Regions from separate parts of the Mus musculus genome. Here region 2 is linked to region 1. A link is a contact called in public promoter capture Hi-C data. All regions are on one chromosome and are shown on one strand. The core of a region is the stretch at or near the end of the contact, and the rest is flanking DNA. Distances in the headings are between cores, read along the strand shown. Region 1 overlaps Sdc2 (syndecan 2). Region 2 holds the start of Cpq (carboxypeptidase Q).

Evidence for each region. Promoter capture Hi-C pulls out the DNA fragments that hold promoters and counts their contacts.
Region 2: a promoter capture Hi-C map of liver shows a contact between it and region 1, with 2.9 times the contacts expected there. The contact joins the promoter of Cpq here to the enhancer-like site in region 1. A contact is called at or near these places in 6 of 39 promoter capture datasets (cranial neural crest, embryonic stem cells, liver and 2 more), 2 of 484 Hi-C or Micro-C datasets (both in liver) and 1 of 9 other capture datasets (adipose tissue).

The regions. Positions count from the first base shown.
Region 1 is chr15:32,964,631-32,968,884 of GRCm38.p6, reverse strand. All of the region lies in intron 1 of Sdc2 (syndecan 2), which reads right to left. Among named protein-coding and RNA genes, the nearest start is that of Sdc2, 46 kb to the right of the region's middle. Within about 2 kb of position 1,869, at least 6 of the 459 cell types and tissues checked have an H3K27ac peak or open chromatin away from gene starts, as enhancers often do. A contact at or near this core is called in liver, where this site is marked.
Region 2 is chr15:33,081,383-33,085,636 of GRCm38.p6, reverse strand. It overlaps Cpq (carboxypeptidase Q), which reads right to left and starts at 2,508. Exons shown (of 8, transcript NM_176073.4): 1 at 2,315-2,508.

The DNA.
Region 1 (4,254 bases), core at 620-3,119:
AAAAAAATAGAATTTAGATCTCACCAGGAACAATATTAAAACAGGAGGCCACAAGACAGAATTGGTTCCCCTAGAAATAGAGTTACAGGTAGTTGTGAAGTTCCCAACATAGGTACCAAGAACTGAACTCAGGTCCTCTGGAAGAGCAGCAAGTGTTCCACTGAACTGTCTATCAATCCTCTCCCATTTGTAATTCTTATGGAGAACTCATTGAACACTATCCATGTTGGCCTAAGACACAAGCCACATAACAATTTCCACCAATAGCCCAATGCAGAGCATTGGTGGGGACGGGGATCTACAAGTTTATGGGAGAGCTTGAGTCATAACAAGGCCTTCTAGATCCACATTCACAGAGATTCACACTGTAGTGGAACTGTTAAAGTCTTTTCTTGTGTGAAATAATGAATCGGATTTTCACATGTATGACTGAAGCCTGAGACACAAGCAGACTTTCCACAGGTGGCAAGCACCATCACTGAAACATTGTCAGCTCAAAGCTTCAAGCTATAGTAACAAATTGAAACTGGTCAGCATCTCCTCTCAACTCAGATATGAGACTATTCACTCTGACACAAAGGTTTTGCAAATCAATAGACCATTTAGAAGTGGCCTGTTTTCATTCTAACACAGTTGCTTTTTAAAAACTGTCACACCTAATATAGCAGGCTCCAGGGTCTGTGGAAGTGCCAGTTCAGAAAAGCTTTGCTTATTGTGATGGTTACCATTGGCAGAGGAAGTTCACAGCAGGATGCTCACCAGGTCCATAAATCAATATATAGAAATCCAAACCAAAGGCTTGTTTAGCTCCTCTTACTAAAAGCATTTTTAATTCCACAAAGGAATCAGAAGCCAGAGACTGTAACCTGGTTAGAGAGCTAACTGCTCTGATGAATCTTTATTGAAACACTTGAAGAACTCATTCACACAAGATCCTGTTTCATATACCAGCTTTTATCTTTCAGCTGCAAAGCTGATATAATTCAGCTCCTCACTGTTAAAATTGCTATCCCTTTGTACTTCAGCCTAAACCAATGGCACAGCTCCTTACGGAACAGAAAAATTTATTATACACACTACACAACACCGCCCTTTTTGTTCCTTCTATCCCAGTTAATGATTGCGGCAACCCATACAGAGAAGCAAATGGAATGTCTTCTGCAAGACAGCCAGCCTTGCCTTCCCCAGACACATCTCATGACTCCTTTGTCTGCTTTGACAAATCTTAGTAAGGGCATGTTTGTGGATGTAGTCAAGGCTATGGCCCATCTTCTCCACAAAGCAAACATCTGTACCATTCTACTATTTCAGGGAATTGGTTCAGTGGCCTTCAGTACATTTAGGGTTCATGGTCCCAACTAAAATATCCCTCCAAGTTCAATCTCTAGTCCTGGATTATATGGAGTATCTATGAGGCTCTATTACCAGACCTGCAGAGGAACGGATTTAAAAGCTTGCCTTTTGAAAACATCTCAATGAATGACAAATGAAAAACAAAACAAAACAAAACACCAACACCAAACAAACAAACAAACAAAAAACACTTTGGAATTTCTCAACAGTTCTCATCTGCCCATACCATCAGCCCTAGAAAAGTTCTACCTTGAATTTCTGCTTGCTGTTACTCTCTTACATGAACAGCCTCTGAGGGTTCCTTAGCATCCCTGATGGGGTCTCCAGGGTACAGCACTAAACTGCACTTATCTGAATACTACACTGCAAGCTGTAGGCACTGCCATCTGAGGCATGGTTTCATAAAGCGTGGTTCCAACATTCCAAGCTCACTTAGGTGCCTGGTGGCAATGCAGATCGCAGGAGATACACTAATCCCAGAACAGAACAGAGTTTGTCCACACTGAACAGAGTTTCAGGGTAGAAAAAAGCAGGACTATGGATGATTACATAGTTCACTGGATTCTAGGGCATCTGCAGCTCTACAGAGATCAATATTCCACTGAAACATGGTTATGCTTCTGTTACCACAGTCTTTTCAAGTGCCATGGATTCATCCTTGCCTTGGACTTGGTCCTGACTCCCACTGCTGTAAGAGAATCATCTCCCCTCTCTTTGTCTATATCTTACACTTTTCAAATGACCTACATCAAACTCCTTTATTCCTGGATACAGTTTCTAGTCTTGTTTCTCTCTCATTTAAGTTTTGTCTGAATTCTGACATCAGAATGACTTCAGTAGGGAGGGGAAAAGGGAGAAATTGTCAAAATTATCAGTCATGGAATAGGCTAAGAGCTGTAAAATTCAGAGAACTGGCAGTGATTTTGTGTGTGTGAAAAATCAGAATTCAAGAAACAATATACGTAAACAGAACTCTCACAAGACACCAATGACTTGACTATCAAACATTTATTTAAAACAATAACAAAAAACAAAACAAAACAAAACAAAACAAACAACAACAACAACAAAAAAACTAAAATATTCCCAGAACTGTTTCCTAGGCAGAGAAGAGTTGAAATAGTAAAACCTATCTCTTAGCTAATGCAGGAGTCAAAGCAGCCAAGCTAGCCAACTTAGCCCATCAGGATATACTGGTAACAGTCGACAGCTCAGTGAACTTAAAGAAGGCATGCACCTCTGCCCCTCCCCAGATCACTTATGTGACATCATGAAGTGATAGGCCCATAAAATGCAGGGCAGCCTTCAAATAATGCATAATAACAAACTGTAAAAAATATACAATTATGTTCCTTAATTATCTATAAACCAGATGATAATTATACTAAATGAGGTTGTCTATAACATTCATGTGCTTTAAAAATCTACAATTGCTTCATCTATTGTAAGTGGGTATAATTATCTCTAAGCCCATTCATATACTAAGTAAATTTTTTAAAAAGCTACAGAATTTCCTAGGGCTGCTGCTGCTCTGAGCAAAGTACAGCAGGCATATCACGATGAATGAGGAAGCTCTGGCCCTTGGGAAGTTCACACAGCCATGTAGGAGAAATATAAGAAAGACAAATGAGGAATATGGTCACCGTTCTCACTATTATTCTGTGTAGAAAAAAAATGTTCTGCACTGAAGAAGAGAAGAAATTATTTAATAAATAGATTTAGTTAAGCCATGGATTCACCTTGAAATCCCAAGCAGGACCTGTACACCCTTGAGTTCTCAGTGGAGGTCACCTGTCCCACTTCTGATCTCTCTAGAATACTAAGACAGATATGCAGAGAAATAATGTGACAGGATTGTTTAGGACCAGTACAAAACAAAACAAAACAAAACAAAACAAAACAAAACAAAACAAAACAAAAACAAAAATCTTGGGTGTTTATTCATTCTCTGCTATAAAAACCAGGCCACCACTGAAGAGACATTAATAACCTTCTATTGTATAGGCATTAGCCATTTCAGCTTCCAACTTCAGAGCTTTCCCCAACCCAAAACACTCATTACATACGGTCTGCTGTGCTGGATGCTGCTAAAGTCAAATTTCAGAGCCCATATTCTCTTTGAATTTAGATTCTGTGATGGAAAATGATGTGGATTGTAAAATGAAAGATACATGCAGAAGAAATAAGAGAAGTAAAAGAGCGCACCAAGATGGAACGGGAGTGCTGGATTTGGAAAAGAACAGAAGGCATGCCAGTGAATGGAGAAGCTTGTTGACAGGATGCTGCATCCTTCTTAGCAGCTCTGCATGCTATAAGCAGGAGTCAATAAAAAAATGAGTCACAAAGAGAGCTTCACAGTTCTTTTCGCAGCCAGGTTATGTCTGAGAATCAGTGTTTCCTTGAGTATGACCTATCCTGTGTCCTGGTTCCCACAGCACTATAAACTTACCTGTCATTCATTTGTGAGCCCTGTCAATTCTAGGAAACTTTTATGCCAACTACTGGAGAACATCAAACAAAACACAAACGTCCAATGCAGATCATTATACAAATAACTGTGTAACAGTGCAAATAGACTCTACCAACTTTCCTCATCTTGCGACATTGACATTCATAAACCAAACATTAACCTTCTGTTTCTATCTCCTAAGCATTGCAGCACCCATTGTTGTTTCTATTTCTATAAAGGTAACTGTTCTAGTCATTCAGAGTAAGTTTGGGGCTTTCTCTTTCCAGTTTCTTTCAATTATCATAATGTTCTTGAATTTTACCTCAGTAGTAGTGAAAGTCAATTTTTCTTTTCTTTAAAAAAAAATAAAAACATTTTTTGAGTCAAGGCCTCACTGAATATCCATTAACTCAAAATATTCATGCTTCAAACTCCTGAGGTCTGGGGTTAGT
Region 2 (4,254 bases), core at 1,259-3,758, 120 kb before region 1:
TCAATTAATTATAAGGGTCCTGGAAGTCCATTTTACATTCCCAGTGTTCCCCATTAGGAGGATGTCAAGCAGCCTCTTACCAAAGACACAAAGTTAGGACACACACATACAAAAAAACAATGCTTAGATCTCATGGTGCAGTGCCCTTAAATGCTGGTCACTGAACCCTCAATGTCACCTACTTTAAATTCCCTAAATAAGTAAAAGGATGAGGATTTGTGAGCATTTAGGTTGAAAGTGTCAAATCATAGTGGAATTAAAACATTCTTATTTAGGTTTTTTGTTGTTTTTGTTGTTTGTTTGAGAGTATCTCACTTGGATGCTCAGACTGTCCTTGAACTTATAACAATTCTCATTACAGTTATAACTGTGAGTCACCATACCTGGCTGACAATTTGTGTGTGTGTTAACTATGTAGAAATCAGAGGACAATTTGCAGTGTGTGTGTCTGGTCCTGGGATTAAACTTAGTTCCCTCGAGTTGGAAGCATGTGCCTTTACCAACTGGCCATTTTGATGATGCTGGCTAATAATTTTTAAAATAATAAAATAACTAAATCCACCTTAGTAATCCTACTCCCTGGCTCCCATTCACAGTTCACTGGATATGGTAACAATATCCAAATTTTGTACATGTTCGAAAACACAAGGAAACCAGTCTTCCATACCACACAGACTTTCACAGCAGACATTGCCTGATCCCATCTGCTTATGTTCTGAGTCTTGGCTTCCTATTTTTCAAGTACTATTTCTGATAGTTAGGACAAAAGGAGTTTCAAGTTTGCCTTGCTCTTAAGTTTACGGTGAGGATTAGTAGGGTAATATAAGTAAGAAGTTTAAATGAACAATAAAAGTGTGTGGTCAGAGCACCATGAATATCAACTTGTACATTTCATAGTTGAATGACACATGAACCCACAACTGGCTATTTGGGAAAACAACCTGAGAAAGTCAGTCTTTTTCACTAAACAAAACATTTACTCTACCAGATAGACTTGAAATAGGTAGGTAAAAATATGCACCGGCACATGTCTGTGACCCCAGCACTAGCAGGGTGGAGACAAGAGGATTCCTGGAGCTCACTGGCCAACTGATCTAGCAGATTCACTGGACCCCCAGGTCCACTGAGATGTGCTGTCTCCAAAATTTAAAGAATAAAACCTTTGAGGAAGATACCTGTGTTAACCACAGGTCCATACACACATGTACATACACACACACATAATGAAGTTAAAATCTAAAGAGATCAAGTGACAATTCAAAGTCATTGATTTTGGTTTTATGGGGGGGGGGGGTTGTGGAACTTGGGGTCTAGGAAGCAAAACTACAGCAGTGATCAACTGTATTAAAGCACTCTTTATGTGTCATGCACACAAATTACTTTCCTCACTGTGACATATTTTGTTTTCTTCATTCACCTGCAACTAAACCAACCCTTGTCTAAGGAAAATAGACATTGTCCAGTCTTAGATTCATGAGAAGTGTCTGGATTTAAATACAAGTCAGCGACATGGTTCTGCTTTGAGATGTACCTTTGTACCTTGTAAATACATTATATATTTTGGTAACAACGCTGGCTCAAACCAAAAGTGGGGAGAATAAAGCACAAGCAAGCAAGAGTTCAGGTTATTTTGTTTTAGGCAAAATATATTTAATCCAACCAATGGAGATAATAAGGTGCAGGAGTCTAGTAACTAACAACTACAAAGAATCAAACTCCTCTTGATTAACCACAGAGATTGCAAAACACTTAACTCTGAGAAAACAGAGGCGAAAGCCTGTGTGTCTGATGTCTCCATTTCATATTCACTGTGCCATTCATATATTTTGCTCATTCTGCTGCATTTCCTACGCATTTGTCCACTTCATTCATTCAGTTCTACTTCACAGTCAATTATTGGATATTGAGTACGACTATGTATGACAAGTCAGACGCTGACAACTCGAAAATGGGGCCTTTCATATCAGAAATGAAAGAACAGAACTAGGTAGAAAGTGAAAGAAACCACCAAAGCTCTCCCACCCCGTCCTGGTAAAGCCTCTTGCAAGTCAGTTGACTAGGGAAAATTCCAGATAGGGCCTTGAAGGAAGCTCCTAGGCAGTCCAGGGACGGTGCAAGAGACCTTGAAGAAGAGACAGGCACCAGCAATTTTGGTCTCTGCCTCTGGGTTTCAGTGTAACTGCAGGCAGTCTCGTCCTATGCAAGGGCACTCCAGCCCGATCAGGAAGCTCTCTGGCAGCCAGGCCGGCTGACCTCAGCCCACCCTCCCGCCTCTGGGGAGCAGCTGGTCACCCACAGCCTGGGGGGCACTCACCTGATCACGAGGCTCTGCGGAGCAGCAGCGGCCACAACACCCGGTGAGGCCTGCAGACCACAGGCACGTTCGGGGGCGGGACCAGGAAGGTCCTCAGAGCGCACTGGAGCCACAGGGCGGGCCTCCAGAGGCCTCAGGAACAGCCCGGAGCCCCAGTAGTCTGCAGGCCTGGCTTCTTTGTGTGCCAGGACAGCTGTGGAGCCCTCCCTGGCCGGTGGGCGGAGACAAAGGTGCAACCGTCAGCCAGGCCCGAGGCCTGGGCTTTAACTGAGACTGTGGCTGGCTGGACCCGACCCTGAAAGGTCTCCTTGAGCCTGACTTAAGGCAAGTAGGGTCCCCAAGGCCTGGCTTCAAGAGACTTTGTTGGAACCGTCAAACTCCTTCCCAACAAAAGCAACTCAACAGTTATTTTGTTCATGTTATCAATCACCCAGTAGCTAGGGAGGATGGATATGCGGGAAGATGGCCCAGGACTTTGAGGCTTAGCAAGGGCTACAGAATAAATGAGACCCTGTCTCAAAAACAAAATGAAGCACCAGGTTATTTTCTCCCTTCCTTAATAGTTGAAAGACTGTAAGAAAGGAGGTGATCATGAAGGCAGGGGTCATGATCTAAAACTAGGAGATCAGAAAGTCATTTTCAGTCTAGGCATTGTATCAGGGAAAGAGCAATGCTATACTACTCTTGTAGTACATGTGCGCATATTTTTGGCCCATTTATCTATCTGTCTATCTATCTATCTATCTATCTATCTATTCATTCATTCACTTTACATCCTGATCACAGTAGCCCCTCTGCTTTCAGCTCCCCCTTCCCACAGCCCCTGTTTTATCCTCTGCCCCCTTCTCCTCTGAGAAAAGGAAGGACCCCCTTGTGAACCAGTATACCCTGACACATCAAGTCACTGCATGACTTCAGTAGTTTGGGGACCTGCATAAAGTCCAAACTGCAACATGTGCACATGTTTTTAATGTTTTATGTTTTGATAAGTCCAAATTTCTTTACTTAGCCAGACTCTTATCAAAGTTATCTTTGTAAAATACTTTCCAGTTCCTGTCTCTCCTCTTAAAACACACACACACACACAGACATACACACACACAAAACCAAGGAAAAACTTAGGCATGCTGATCCATGTATGTGTTATCTCAAAACACAGAAAATAGAGGCAGGGATATTTTGAGTTTCAGGCTAACCTGGGCTACATAGGTAGATGCTAAGAAAAAGAAAACTCACATACTTAAAAAACAGGAAAGAAAAAATTAAGCATATACAAAGAAAATCATTTTGAGTCCTTTCACCTATGTACAATATAACAATCCCTCTAAACTTTGACTAGTCGCGTTGCCTTTCACAAAATATCACTTCTGTGAGGTATTCAAGGGTCTTTTCAACATGGTCCTAGCTGGCCTTTCCACAAATGGTCCCTGGGGAGTCATATCTAGTCCCAATGATTTACATTTCTCTGAAACTATCTTTGATGAAGAATAGGTTGGATTATTTCCAATCTCCTACAACAGGCTAATTTTGTAAAATGAAATTAATAATCTAGCAAAGGTAACTGAAAAGCTATAAAATGACAGACTCTAGTTTTGTGGAAAAACAAACCTACAGGTTTGCAACAAGTGAAATATCACCTTTTTGACGCTTCTAGCTGCTTACACTCGACTTCTGTGTTTAGCTCATCGTGCACCTGTAAAGACGGCCCATAGACTGTCTCTCTAAGTATAGCTTAGATGGCAGTGCCGTGCTCATGCCGTGCCCAATGCTTCCCAGCCTTTTCTTATGCTGTAAAAGTTCTCTGTCATTGACTCACAATGTAATAATGACAAGACTTGAACTTTAATTGAATGCTTTTTACTAACACTTTATGCGGATTATCTGTGGGTGTTTCTCAGCCCTATGAGCTAGGTATTATGACTATTATTTCTACTTCACGG